Regions from separate parts of the Mus musculus genome. Here region 2 is linked to region 1. A link is a contact called in public HiChIP or PLAC-seq data. All regions are on one chromosome and are shown on one strand. Each heading gives the region's core, a stretch centred on a gene start, on an enhancer-like site or on the middle of the called end of the contact. The rest is flanking DNA. Distances are from core to core; before and after follow the strand shown. Region 1 holds the start of Ifnar2 (interferon (alpha and beta) receptor 2). Region 2 holds the start of Mrps6 (mitochondrial ribosomal protein S6).

Region 1 (5,344 bases), core at 429-2,928:
TATCATTTATCTGATATGGTTGCACCACTACCACCACCAACCCAACAACAACAAAAAGTAGTTTCACTTCTAAAACAGTACCTCTTAGGCTATGGTCTTCCTAGATTTATTTTAGACACATTGTTGAGTAACTCAAACCAAACCTCAGAGAGCTCTTTAACTCAACATTAACTACTTAACTAAAACTTGCAGCCCTGAGAATCCAAGCCAGGAAATCCAAGACTACGAGGAAGGGGCACTACAACTTCAGCTCTCTTTAAATGTTCAAATAAATACAGGGGAAAAAACTTTAGAATAGTCACATCCGGGTTTTTCTTTTTATGATTTAAATTTGAAAAGCCACTTTTGAACAACAGTCACTTCCTGCGCCACACTGATGAACCTCATTAACGATCCCCAAATTGCTAGTGTGTTGGTGAAGTCGATGAAGCCATATTTGGTGTGACCTCTGTTACCCCAGTACCAGACCCCACCTCATTACTCTCCCAAGGCTGCACAGAAGGACTGACAGGCAAGGGACAGGGGACAGTAGGGCAAACTCAGTCTCTGGTCCCAATCTTAGCACCTTTCTTAGATGACACTTGGGCTATTTCCTAAGATCTCCTGTCACACAAAACAGGGACATAAAACAAACATTAAAACACAAAAGTTCATAGGTTGTCAAAGTTTTCCAGTAGAGCCATGTTAACCAAATAAATGGGTCAATGGGGCCAACGGTTTACCGCATGCACTATTGGCTGGCTTGGAATAGAAATGCAAGCTACCAATAAACTCAGTGCCTTTCCTGTATCCCATCCCTGCCCATCTTCTGCGGGCCACAACCCCTTCAGTGACCTCGTAGGAGCTTGAACAAACGATCCTGGGACCTTAGGTAGGTTTCAGGGCGCGCAGTGTGTGTGTGTGTGTGTGTGTGTGTGTGTGTGTGTGTGTGTGTGTGTGTGTGTGTAGGGGGAGGGGTGTCAGGACGCAGAACAGGACCCAGAGGCTGGAGATGATAACTAGCTTGGCAAGGCGTAGTGGATCCTAAGGAATGTGGACCCCCTAGGATCTGGCAATGGCTCGGGCTAAGGTGCCCCATGCACCCTCGGTGAGGCGACGCTGGTGGAGTGAAGGCAGAGAGCCCACAAAAACCCAGAGTTCACCAAAGGAACGGTGAAAGGAAGGCGCCCATGCGGGGGCCACGAGGGCCCCCCATACGCAGCTTGTGGGTCGGGGGAGCTAGAATCCTCAGACTCTCCACGGAAGAAAGGCAGGAAGAGGCGGAGTCCCGAAGAGGAGAATTGAAAAGGGGATTCCGGGAACTGGCAGCGGGGAGGCGGCCCAGTCCTACTGTCCGCGAGGCGAGCGACACCCATTCATGTCCCCGTAATGCCCGCAGTACAGTACCTGAATCGCCGGGTCTCGTGAATCCCCCTCTGGGATGTCCTGGGGCCACCTCCGAGCTGCTCTGGGCATCAGGCGCAGCTGCGCGCGGCTGGCGAGCAGTGGAGGCAGGCGGGAGCCGAGCCAGGCGAAAGGGACGGCGGCGGGATGGCCGGTGCCCCGCGACCCGAAGAGTCTCCGCTGGCAGCCTGGTTTCCCCTGGTCTAGGGCTAGACCACGCAGGCTCCCGGAGGCCAAGGGTTCCCAGCCGCGGGGTTAGCGGTGAACAGAGAACGAGGCGAGAGGCGGGGCCCGGGCGGAGCCGGCGACAAATGGGCACTTTCGCATCCATTACGACCCCACCCACTTCAAGTACAGTCCAGGGAGCCAGAGTTAACGGATCGGGGTTGTTGTGTTTATCGCTGCCTCCTTGGAGGACTAGGTAGTGCCTGATCCCTAGAACTAACTGGATACGAATGGGTTGGGTGCCTGGCCTAGTGATGCGGGTGTGTACTCTCTTCTTCCAGGAAGGCCTTGGCAGGAGGATCTCGAATTCAATACCTATCTGATACAGAGCAAAATTAAGGCCAGCCTGGGCAATGTAGGGACACCCTGACTCAAAATACAAAGGAAGAGGGGTCTGGGCAGAACTGAGTGTCAGAACGCTTGTCAATCATGCTTCCCTCTCTTCCCCTCCCCTCCCAGTCCTCCCTCTTCTCTCCCTCTCTCATCTTGTGCTTACTTGTTTTTAAGCTCCTCTGATTATAATTTTCCACACAGGACACAAACAAAAATTATAAATACCATAACTCATTGCCTGCTTCTTCTTGGGTCTTTGCTTACTATTCCCCAGGGCCCTCTCTCAAGACCAAACGATTTTTTTTTTTAAGGATTTATTTATTATTATATGTAAGTCAGACACTCCAGAAGAGGGAGTCAGATCTCGTTACGGGTGGTTGTGAGCCACCATGTGGTTGCTGGGATTTGAACTCTGGACCTTCGGAAGAGCAATCGGGTGCTCTTACCCACTGAGCCATCTCACCAGCCCCTTTTTTTGGTTTTTCAAGACAGGGTTTCTCTGTGTAGCCCTGGCTGTCCTGGAACTCACTCTGTAGACCAGGCTGGCCTAAAACTCAGAAATCCGCCTGCCTCTGCCTCCCGAGTGCTGGGATTAAAGGCGTGCGCCACCACGCCCGGCTAAAGACCAAACGATTTTAGAGTAAGGAGAAACAATCTTTCCATACCTACTTAGGAACTGACATCCCTTGTCTTCCGAAATGGAATACGCGGGAGCTTTCTGTAGCGTATGCACAGTCTAAGTATGAAGGTGGAAGTTCCAAGGTGGAAATGCTAATGGAAGTCTGTAAGAGGAGGCGTGGCAATGATGCCTACCTGGGCCTGGATTCTCACTTTCAGATCTCCGAGGGAAGAGAAGGGGAGGTAGTTCACAGTTTATGTAAAGGGATTTTCTTTCCGTTAAAAAGCGTGTGTATGTGTTTTCCCCCTCTTTAAAGACAAGATCTCTTTGTGTGTCCAGCTGGCCTGAAACTTAAGATCTCCCCGCCCTACCCACCAAATGCTAGAATCACCATTCCAGAGCCACCATATGCAGTTTAAGAGAACAGTTTCATCTACCAGGACTGACAGTTGCTGAGTCTCTCTTTCTGGGCTGACCTGAAGAGGTTTCCACCACTTATGTCACACTGGCAGAATTCCTACCAGTCTCATGAATTTGAAAGGCTCTTATCTGGGATCCTGGTTCTCTACAAAAGCCGTTCAGTGCTGAAATAGTTTCAGCCACAGTTTCAAAGAAGTTGTAGAAGTAGCCCCGAGCAAGTGGGGTAAAGATGATACAAAACTGTGGTCTGCATGCCCCCTTTTATATACACATGCACATTAAAAATAGAAATATTTCAGAAAACGTGTGGGATTGGAAATCATTATGTTCAGCAAAATATACCAAACTCAGCTCAATAATATTGGTCTGTTTCTGTCATATGTGGAGTGTGGACTTAAATATATGCAAATTTACATATAAGCAATGGAAGTAGACAGAAGGCATGAAAGTAGAGGAGGAGATCCAAGGAGGGAGGGAGAACCAGAGAGGACATCAGACATTCAAGTCATGAAAGTAGAATCCAGGGGCTCTGTACCTGGGAGGAAGAAGGGAAGACCAAGAGGAGGAAGGGGTGGCCAGGGAGGAATGAGGGCACAGGAATAAAGTATAATGGGGTGCATGCGAGCACACACACACACACACACACACACACAGCACACAGGATTGTTGAAATTTCTATGTATGCCCTTGTGGAAAAATTATCATTGTCCTAATCACTAAAAACAAAACCCAACTGATCATGGGCTCCCCAACGAAAGGACTGAAGGAGCTGAGGGGGCTTGCAACCCCATAGGAAGAACAATATCAACCAACCAGACCCCCGTGCCCCTAGAGCTCCCAGGGACTAAACCACCAACCAAGGAGTACACATGGAGGGACCCATGACTCCAGCTGCATATGTAGCAGAGGATGTCTTATCAGACATCAGTGGGAGGGGAGGCCCTTGGTCCTGTGAAGGCAGCATGCCCCAGTGTAGGGGAATGCCAGGGCGGGGAGGCAGGAGTGGGTGGGCAGGTGGGTGTGTGAACACCCTCATAGAAGCAGGGGAATGGGGAATGGGATAAGGGTTTGGGAGGGTGGGAAAGGGGATAACATTTGAAATGTAAATAAAGAAAATATCCAATAACCCCCCCCCAAAAACTCTAAATGTTAATATGATTAATTCCATGAGAGCATTCAATCTCACTTTTAGGTCAAACAGATCAATTACATGGGACACGTAGTAACACAAATGCAGTCACGTGGTCTTTGATATGGTAGCAGACAGTTCTCTAGAAGGAAGGCAGTCTTTCCACCGACAGCACCACTTCAGTTTGAATGAAGTATCCCAGGGTGCGTGGGTTAAAGATCTGGCTCTCACTGTGGTTCTACTGGAAAGCAGTGAAGCCTTTAAGAAGCAGAGCCTGCTGGGAGACTCTGGCCAACAGGGCATTGAAGGGGGCTGTGGGAATCTGATCTCTTCCTTCTCCTCTCTTCCTTGTGCTCCCTGCCTTGATTTATTGCTTTACTGTGGATACTCAAGAACAATGGAGATACTTAATCATGGGCCCAAACTCTAAAAACAGAGTAAGCCTAAACAAACCTTTTCTCTTGTTATATTGATTACCTTGGATATGTGTTACAGTAGCAGAAAGCTGTTTGATACAAACTCAATATGCAAAAAGGTGAAGCTAGATACAGGTTTTACACTTTTCACAAAAACTAACTCAAAAGTAGGCCCTAGACCTCAACATAAAGCACAAACCTTGAAGAGTCCTAGTAAGTAATATCAATGAAAAGCTCGATGACCTTGGGTTGGGTGGAGTCTTGCTAGATGCACCAAGACTATGGTCCTTGAAAGAAAGAAAGAAAAAAAAAAGAAGACTTTAAAGTTTAAAACACCTGATTAAATTAGATTTATTTGCTTTGCTTTGTGAGTATTTTGCCTACATTAGTGTATATGCATGTCAGGGCACTCTGGTGGAGTCAGCTTGTGAGGCAGAAATGCCAAAAAGCTGCTCATGAAAAATGAATTTCTAAGACTCTCCTCCTGGATATTCTGGCGAAAGCTAACTCTCCAGTTTGGATCGGTTTGTCAGGCGAAAAGCCTGGAAGCTGTTTTACAAGGATAAGAATCCAGGGAAATTTTCCTCCCAGAGTTATGGCATCTCTTTCCCTAACCCATTATATTCAAATTTCCACCACATTAATCTAGTGTATAGATTCACATGCACTCTATTAAGCATCACCTTATTTATAGTAAATGCCTTTTAAGATTGTATTCTAACATAGCTAAAGCCTTTTCCCAGTGTTCTTAGATTTCAGATAGCAGCAAGGAGCTTAACCCATTTAGTTTACTAACAATTAAGCACTTGCCATTTTACT
Region 2 (5,910 bases), core at 3,361-5,860, 690 kb before region 1:
TTGAATATATAAACTCATGAGAATATTAAACAAATTCTAGTGCAAAGCCAGTGACTCAGTCAACTAGAAAGCCCTCCTATTAAATCAACTGCCGCTGGCTTTTACACATCAAAACCAGACATATGCATCCTCCTCTCTCCTCTCATCCCTGCACCCCCAGCCAGCCAGACTTCTGTGTCCCAAAACTCATCTACTAAATATGACAAGCAATAGCACATCATGGAAAGTATTACTTTACAGGTCAGCTCTCAGTGCTGTTGACTATTTTAAGGTGATTTTACACAGAAAAGATCGAGTAGAAATTTCCATGTAAATCCGGCCTAGGCTTTAACTCTACAGCAGACGTTAGTAATGCGGCATGAGTGCAGCTGGGGTAGAGTGGGGTCTCTCACAGCAGTGTCAGATCTACAAACCATGTTGACAGGAAGGACTCCTTACCCCACGCCATCCTTGTTCCTTAGCTGCAGCTCAGGGGCAGGCACAAGACTCCTTCTATCACCTTCCGCTGTAGTGAGCTGTAACCCAAGAGGACTTTAATGCCAAATCAAAGTACAAAATTGTTCACAAAGCTCTTTTAAGTGTGCAGCTTCAAGCAGAGCACGAAGAGCGATCATCAAAGATACAAGCTAAGCTATAATGGTCGGGCCCAAAAAACCAAGAAAATGACTGATGGGATCACCTGACAGCTGGACACTTCCACCTGAACTTCTACATCAACTAACAACAGAAATCTCACCATGTCGTACTTATCAAAGGTTGTCAAGCAGCCCCATCTGGGAGCTCTGAAAAGCTATCCATTCTAGTATTACTTCAAGAATTTCTTGGACACAGCTCTAGAACATCTCAAAACACAGCCAGGTTGTGTTATCAAAGAGGCCAGGGTGAAAGAAAGCATATGAAACTCTTCAGCAGCCAGGTTTTAGAAACATCAGTGCCTTCTGCATCCTACAATTATCAACAATCTTCTGTAGCTAACTTCACAGTATACCATAAAAGACTTAACCTGCAAACCACTTCAGTGACCTACTGTAAACTATACTCTGCTTTTTACTAAAATTAAAAATGGAGAGTACAGAACAAAGCTTAAGGTTTAATGAGCGAGCTTTGTCCTTTACCCCCCTGGAGCACTGCTGCTGCTCTCTGCCAACAGGTTCTTAGGCATTCCAGGCAGGGAAGGCACTGTATTCCTCATCTCCGTGGCTCCACTACCAAGTGCTGTGACCGCGGACATGTACCACCACGCCCTGCGTGCGATTCCTAGTTTTAAAAATCCCTACATACAAAGGGACATACAAATGCTATCTTACTGTACATTCAGCCATTTAGTAATTAAACTAGGTGCTATTTAAACCATTCACACACAACGATTCTTGAGTAATAATGACATGATTTCAAGAAATATTTCCTCGGGGCTGTCACAAATCTACCCCATCAGTGACCAATCATCTGACCAAAAGGGTCAGGCCTAACAAAGGTCTGAACTATGTAACCAAAGAATATTTACATACTGCACAGATTCTTCTTCTACACCCACTTCAAGTATTAAAAAACAAAACCTATGAAGTCCTTTAGGGCTGGGTGTGGCTTTATCCATTGGAACCCAGAGCTCTTTCACGAAGGGAGAAACTGCAGAGTGACGTCCAGGAGCTCGAGAGAAGCAGGGCATCAAGTATTCCCAGGCTCACCAGCCTCCCTCAACCACCTCAAAGTCCTCCCGAGCGAGCGAGCGAGCGAGCGAGCGAGCAGGCGGAGGTGGAGAGCAGCCTGCGCTCACTGCCCCACAGGCAATCCTTGGGAGAAGACGCTGCTGGCATCTGCAGCTTGGTGTTCCCTCTGCAGCTCTGCCCTTCCTGTTTTCTCTCCTGAAGCCATTAGAAGCCTGGATAGGAGCTTCCAGTGTCAGCCAGTGTCAGCAGCTCTCCTAGTAAGGCACCTAAGGCTGTTGGTCCTAAGCAACTACCTTTCCCATGGCTTGTCAGCACCCCCAGAGCCCAACTCACATCCGCCGTGCCATTCTACCATACTCCTCAAGTTTTTATCCTGGTTTTTATGCCAGAGAATACAAAATTACAACTTTGAAATAGCATTAAAATCAAAGTGCACAATCTTGAGGACTGTGGTCTGCACCTGTAAACACACAAACCTCGAAATGCATCAAAAACAAGGGCTCGTGAGAATCAAGCCAACTGCAGACTGAGGAGACAGCCCTAGAATTTTTACAACGTCTATCCTGAGGTCTCAGCCTGAGAACTCTCACAGGCAATCTGCTACAAAGGCACTCACTATGCTATGTCAACATGCATCTTTACATTTAAACTCTAAAAGCTCAATTGAAGTAAGTCAAGCCTGAAGTCAAGGACAGTAAAATAAAGTAAGAGTCACAATAGGGAAGACAAACTAAGACTGCTTTGTAGGCATAGGAGAAACAAGAGTACAATGCTGGGTGGGAGACAGGGTCTCTAGGAGACTGCAGTCAGTCTCTCAACTCCCTTTTCTGCTTCAGCGCCTGCTTACTCCCAGCCCTGGAACACAAGGCTCTTGGAGGAGAGGAAGGAGGGAGAATGCCGTCACATGGAAGGGTGCACTATCAGGCATCCAACATGCATCTCAGAACTCTGTTTAGAAAGCCTTCCCGCTACAAAAGCTAACTGTCCTAGGTGGGAGCTGTGGCTTCCTAAACACCTGCTCTAGGTGTTCAAACCACTGTGCCATTTTCTTTTAAAACAAAGTGCATTTTCCTTTACACCCACAAGTACATACCCTGTAAGAATTCAGTTTTCTAAAGCTGAAAGCAAAAAAAAAAAAAAAAGTCTAGTCTCTGCACATCTTTACTTGTTTACAACCTTCTCAAAGTCAGAACGAAAAACCGAGGGTTGTCATTTTATCTAGTTTCTTTGGGTCTGTAAGGATCTTCACACATCTTCCACACTATGTTTAAGCACCTCTCTTCCGTCTTCACTCTTCTCTAAGGTGCTTTGAACCTACCCTCAGGCCAAGATTTTGAGCAGGTTACACCCGACTTTTGAATCAGAGTGAACACATATTCACATCATGGTAAAATACATTTAGCCAGTGTACTGGGCAGCCATGCTAAGCAAGAGTCTCTCATTCAAAGGAGTGCAAAGGGTCACTGCTACCTCACACCTTGAGGGAATGAATCTTGGTGGTCACATTTTTTCAGTTTCTAACATTACCTAAAAAGTATAAAGGGAGGCTTAAGTAATTTCCATTTAATCAGAAACAGTCCCTTTTTAATACTTTCTCGACCCTGACCCCTCTGTTGTTCCTATTCTTTTAACTCTGTAAAACCCAATGAGGAAGGAAGGTAGATAAAGTATTACCCAGAGGTGAGACAATGTTCTCCCGGAGCCAGGGAGTCAGTAAGCTTGGGGGCACAAACTTCAGGACCATCAGGTGGCTCTGGTGTCCTTTCCAAGCCAACCCTGTACAAGGCACACCGAACAATCTCCTCCTGCTGCCTGACTGTTAGCTGTTCACCAGAGCCTAGCCCGTGACCCCTGGCTTAAGTTGATTCAAACTGAAGCCACTACTTGAAATTGACCCAAAGCCTACATGCCCAGGGCTAGAAGAAAGCTGCTTCCAAACGCTCAAAAAAAGGACAACGGTTGCTTTTGTTTTCTTTTAAACTGTACCTGCTAGGGAAGGAGAGTGCGTGAAAGCACACTACATTACCGAATTCTCTCAGAAGAATGGGGATTTCAGCGACGACTGACTGACTCAGAACATAGCTGCCTCCGCCGGCCGCCGACCCCAGTCCGTGACCCGGCTGCTGGTGGTTTATCATCCCTCCAAACCTGAAAGTCCCTACCTCCAGATCAATCAAAAGCTGGGGGAAGGCATGTCTTCGGAAACACAAGCAAGGCCACAACTTGGATGAATAAAACTGGGCTAAGGGCACCCGGAGCAGGATTTCCGCTGGAGTCAGAAAAAGAAAGGTCAAAAGATTTTTTTTTTCTTTTTGGTGTGATAGCGGTGACAAGTGCGTGGGTACACAGCCGGCACTGGCGGGCTTTGGAGGAAGGCTGTAACTGATCGCGGACGCTGAGGGCAGGCGATCGGGACCAGCGGCCGGCGGGGACGACGAGCAGCTTCTCGACGCGTGGGCGCAGAGCGGGGCTGGCCTGGGTTCTCGCGCGTGTGTCCTCCCGCAGTCCTTCCATCGGACTCCGGAGAGCCGGGGTCCGAGGCCCGCCCCGCCCCCTGCTCGGCACACCCCCTCCCGCGACCGCGCACACGCGCGGGCATACACACCCCCCGCCTCCCGCGCGCACGCGGCCGCGCCGAGCGCCTGACCCACGCGCCACCCCCCCACTTTGCGCCCGCGACCACCCGCGCACCGCGCGAGAGGACCCGGTGTCCAGCAGGCAGGACACGCGGGACTGGGAGGCCTAGAGGCGGCGGGGCGCGCCCGCGCGGGAACTCGGTCTGAGGGAAGGTCACTTACCCGCCGCATGGCTTTCAGAATCAAAGCCAACTCGTAGCGGGGCATCGCCCAGGTTGGCGGCGCCGAGTCCAGGAGAGCCGGGGTCGCGAGGGCGGGGACGCGGGGCGCAGAGGAAGACGAGAGAGGAACACGGCCGGTCAGCTCCCGGACGGCGAAAGCACCGTGCGACCCCGCGAGGCCGGGTTTAAAGGCTCCGGCAGCTGCGCAGACGGCTCGCCCCGCCCACCGAGAGCCCCGCCCACCCGGCACCGCCCCGCCCCTCTCCCGGAGGGCGCCTTGCACTTGCACCTCAACGGCTTCCTGCTTGCCCTCCCGGGCCGTGTCTGTGTCCCCCGAGCCTGCGGAGCGTGGACACGGTCTCGAGCAGCCCGTCGGAGGCCGTCTCCTCGCTCGGCACGCACCCGCTCCCCGCCGCCTCCGCGCCTACCAACCTTGGGCTCTGGAACCCGGTGGAACTTTCCAGGCCTCCCCGCCCACCCTCCCTTCCCGGGTGCTAGGCGAGCGAGTGCGCGTGCGCCGCGGTGCGGTGCGGTGCGATGCGGTCTGGCTGCTGTGTGCCCCTCGCCCGCGTCTCCAGGGAGGAAGGCGGGGTGCTAAGGAGTGACTGCTGCACCAAGCCGCAAAGAAACAAGCCTGGAACCGAAGGGCTATGTAGGCATTTGCTGTGTGTGCCTAGCCTGACCCAGAAGCAGGTTAATGCTTCGACTCTCGCCAGTTATTCTTTAAATATTATCCTTGCTTTTCTGGTAAAGGAAACTATGGATTCCCTGAAACACAGGAGTAAGGAGGGGCTTCGTAGAGGGTCCCAGGTCCAGCACTCCACAGCGCGCGCGCACACACACACACCCATACACGCACATATAGAGCTAACTCGGGACTCCCCTCCTTCTGCCCCTGCTCCTGTTTCTTAGCTCTGGAAGGCACTAATTCCGCTGCAATGGTTGTCTTCTGCTCCCACCTTACTCCAACTAAAAGGGTCTTTAAGTGAAATGTTCTTGTAACTTTAAAGTGCTCTAATAATAATTTACTAATAATTTACTGAGGGCTTACTGTCTGTAGCAGGCACGACACTGAGGCTGTTTGTTCTCACTTTAGCTCTGTGAAGCAAATCGTACTACTCGCCCTATTTTAGGTATTAGCAAACAGAAAAATGCAAGGATAATTTAATTAGTCCAAGGTCAAACACAAACGCGTGGAAAGAAAATTTTGTGTCCAGAATGTCTGAAGAATAGTTTCACTGCCTACACTTATGAACCTCACCCCGTCCCCCATCTTACAGGCCAAGATGTTGGTCTTACTCAGTGGCGTTGGACGTCTTTGTAAAGCACACATGGAGACTATCTTTGTCACCTCCTCCACAGACCAATCTCCACAGAAGATTATGGTTTTGAATACAACCTAGGATACCTGGTTTTTTTAACATTTTCATTAACATTTCAAGGTTT

Evidence for each region. HiChIP or PLAC-seq counts read pairs in DNA pulled down with a chosen protein or histone mark.
Region 2: a contact with region 1 is called in a FOXA1 HiChIP or PLAC-seq map of pancreatic cancer cells. The contact joins the promoter of Mrps6 here to the promoter of Ifnar2 in region 1. A contact is called at or near these places in 2 of 115 datasets of contacts at active chromatin or transcription factors (memory CD8 T cells and pancreatic cancer cells).

What each region holds. Positions count from the first base shown.
Region 1 is chr16:91,369,117-91,374,460 of GRCm38.p6, reverse strand. It overlaps Ifnar2 (interferon (alpha and beta) receptor 2), which reads right to left and starts at 1,678. Exons shown (of 9, transcript NM_010509.2): 1 at 1,387-1,678. Gm36587 (a long non-coding RNA gene) reads left to right here. Exons shown (of 4, transcript XR_876244.2): 1 at 1-871.
Region 2 is chr16:92,057,036-92,062,945 of GRCm38.p6, reverse strand. Mrps6 (mitochondrial ribosomal protein S6) reads right to left here and starts at 4,610. Exons shown (of 3, transcript NM_080456.1): 1 at 4,466-4,610. The coding sequence starts at 4,510. It overlaps Slc5a3 (solute carrier family 5 (inositol transporters), member 3), which reads right to left and starts at 4,624. Exons shown (of 2, transcript NM_017391.3): 1 at 4,466-4,624.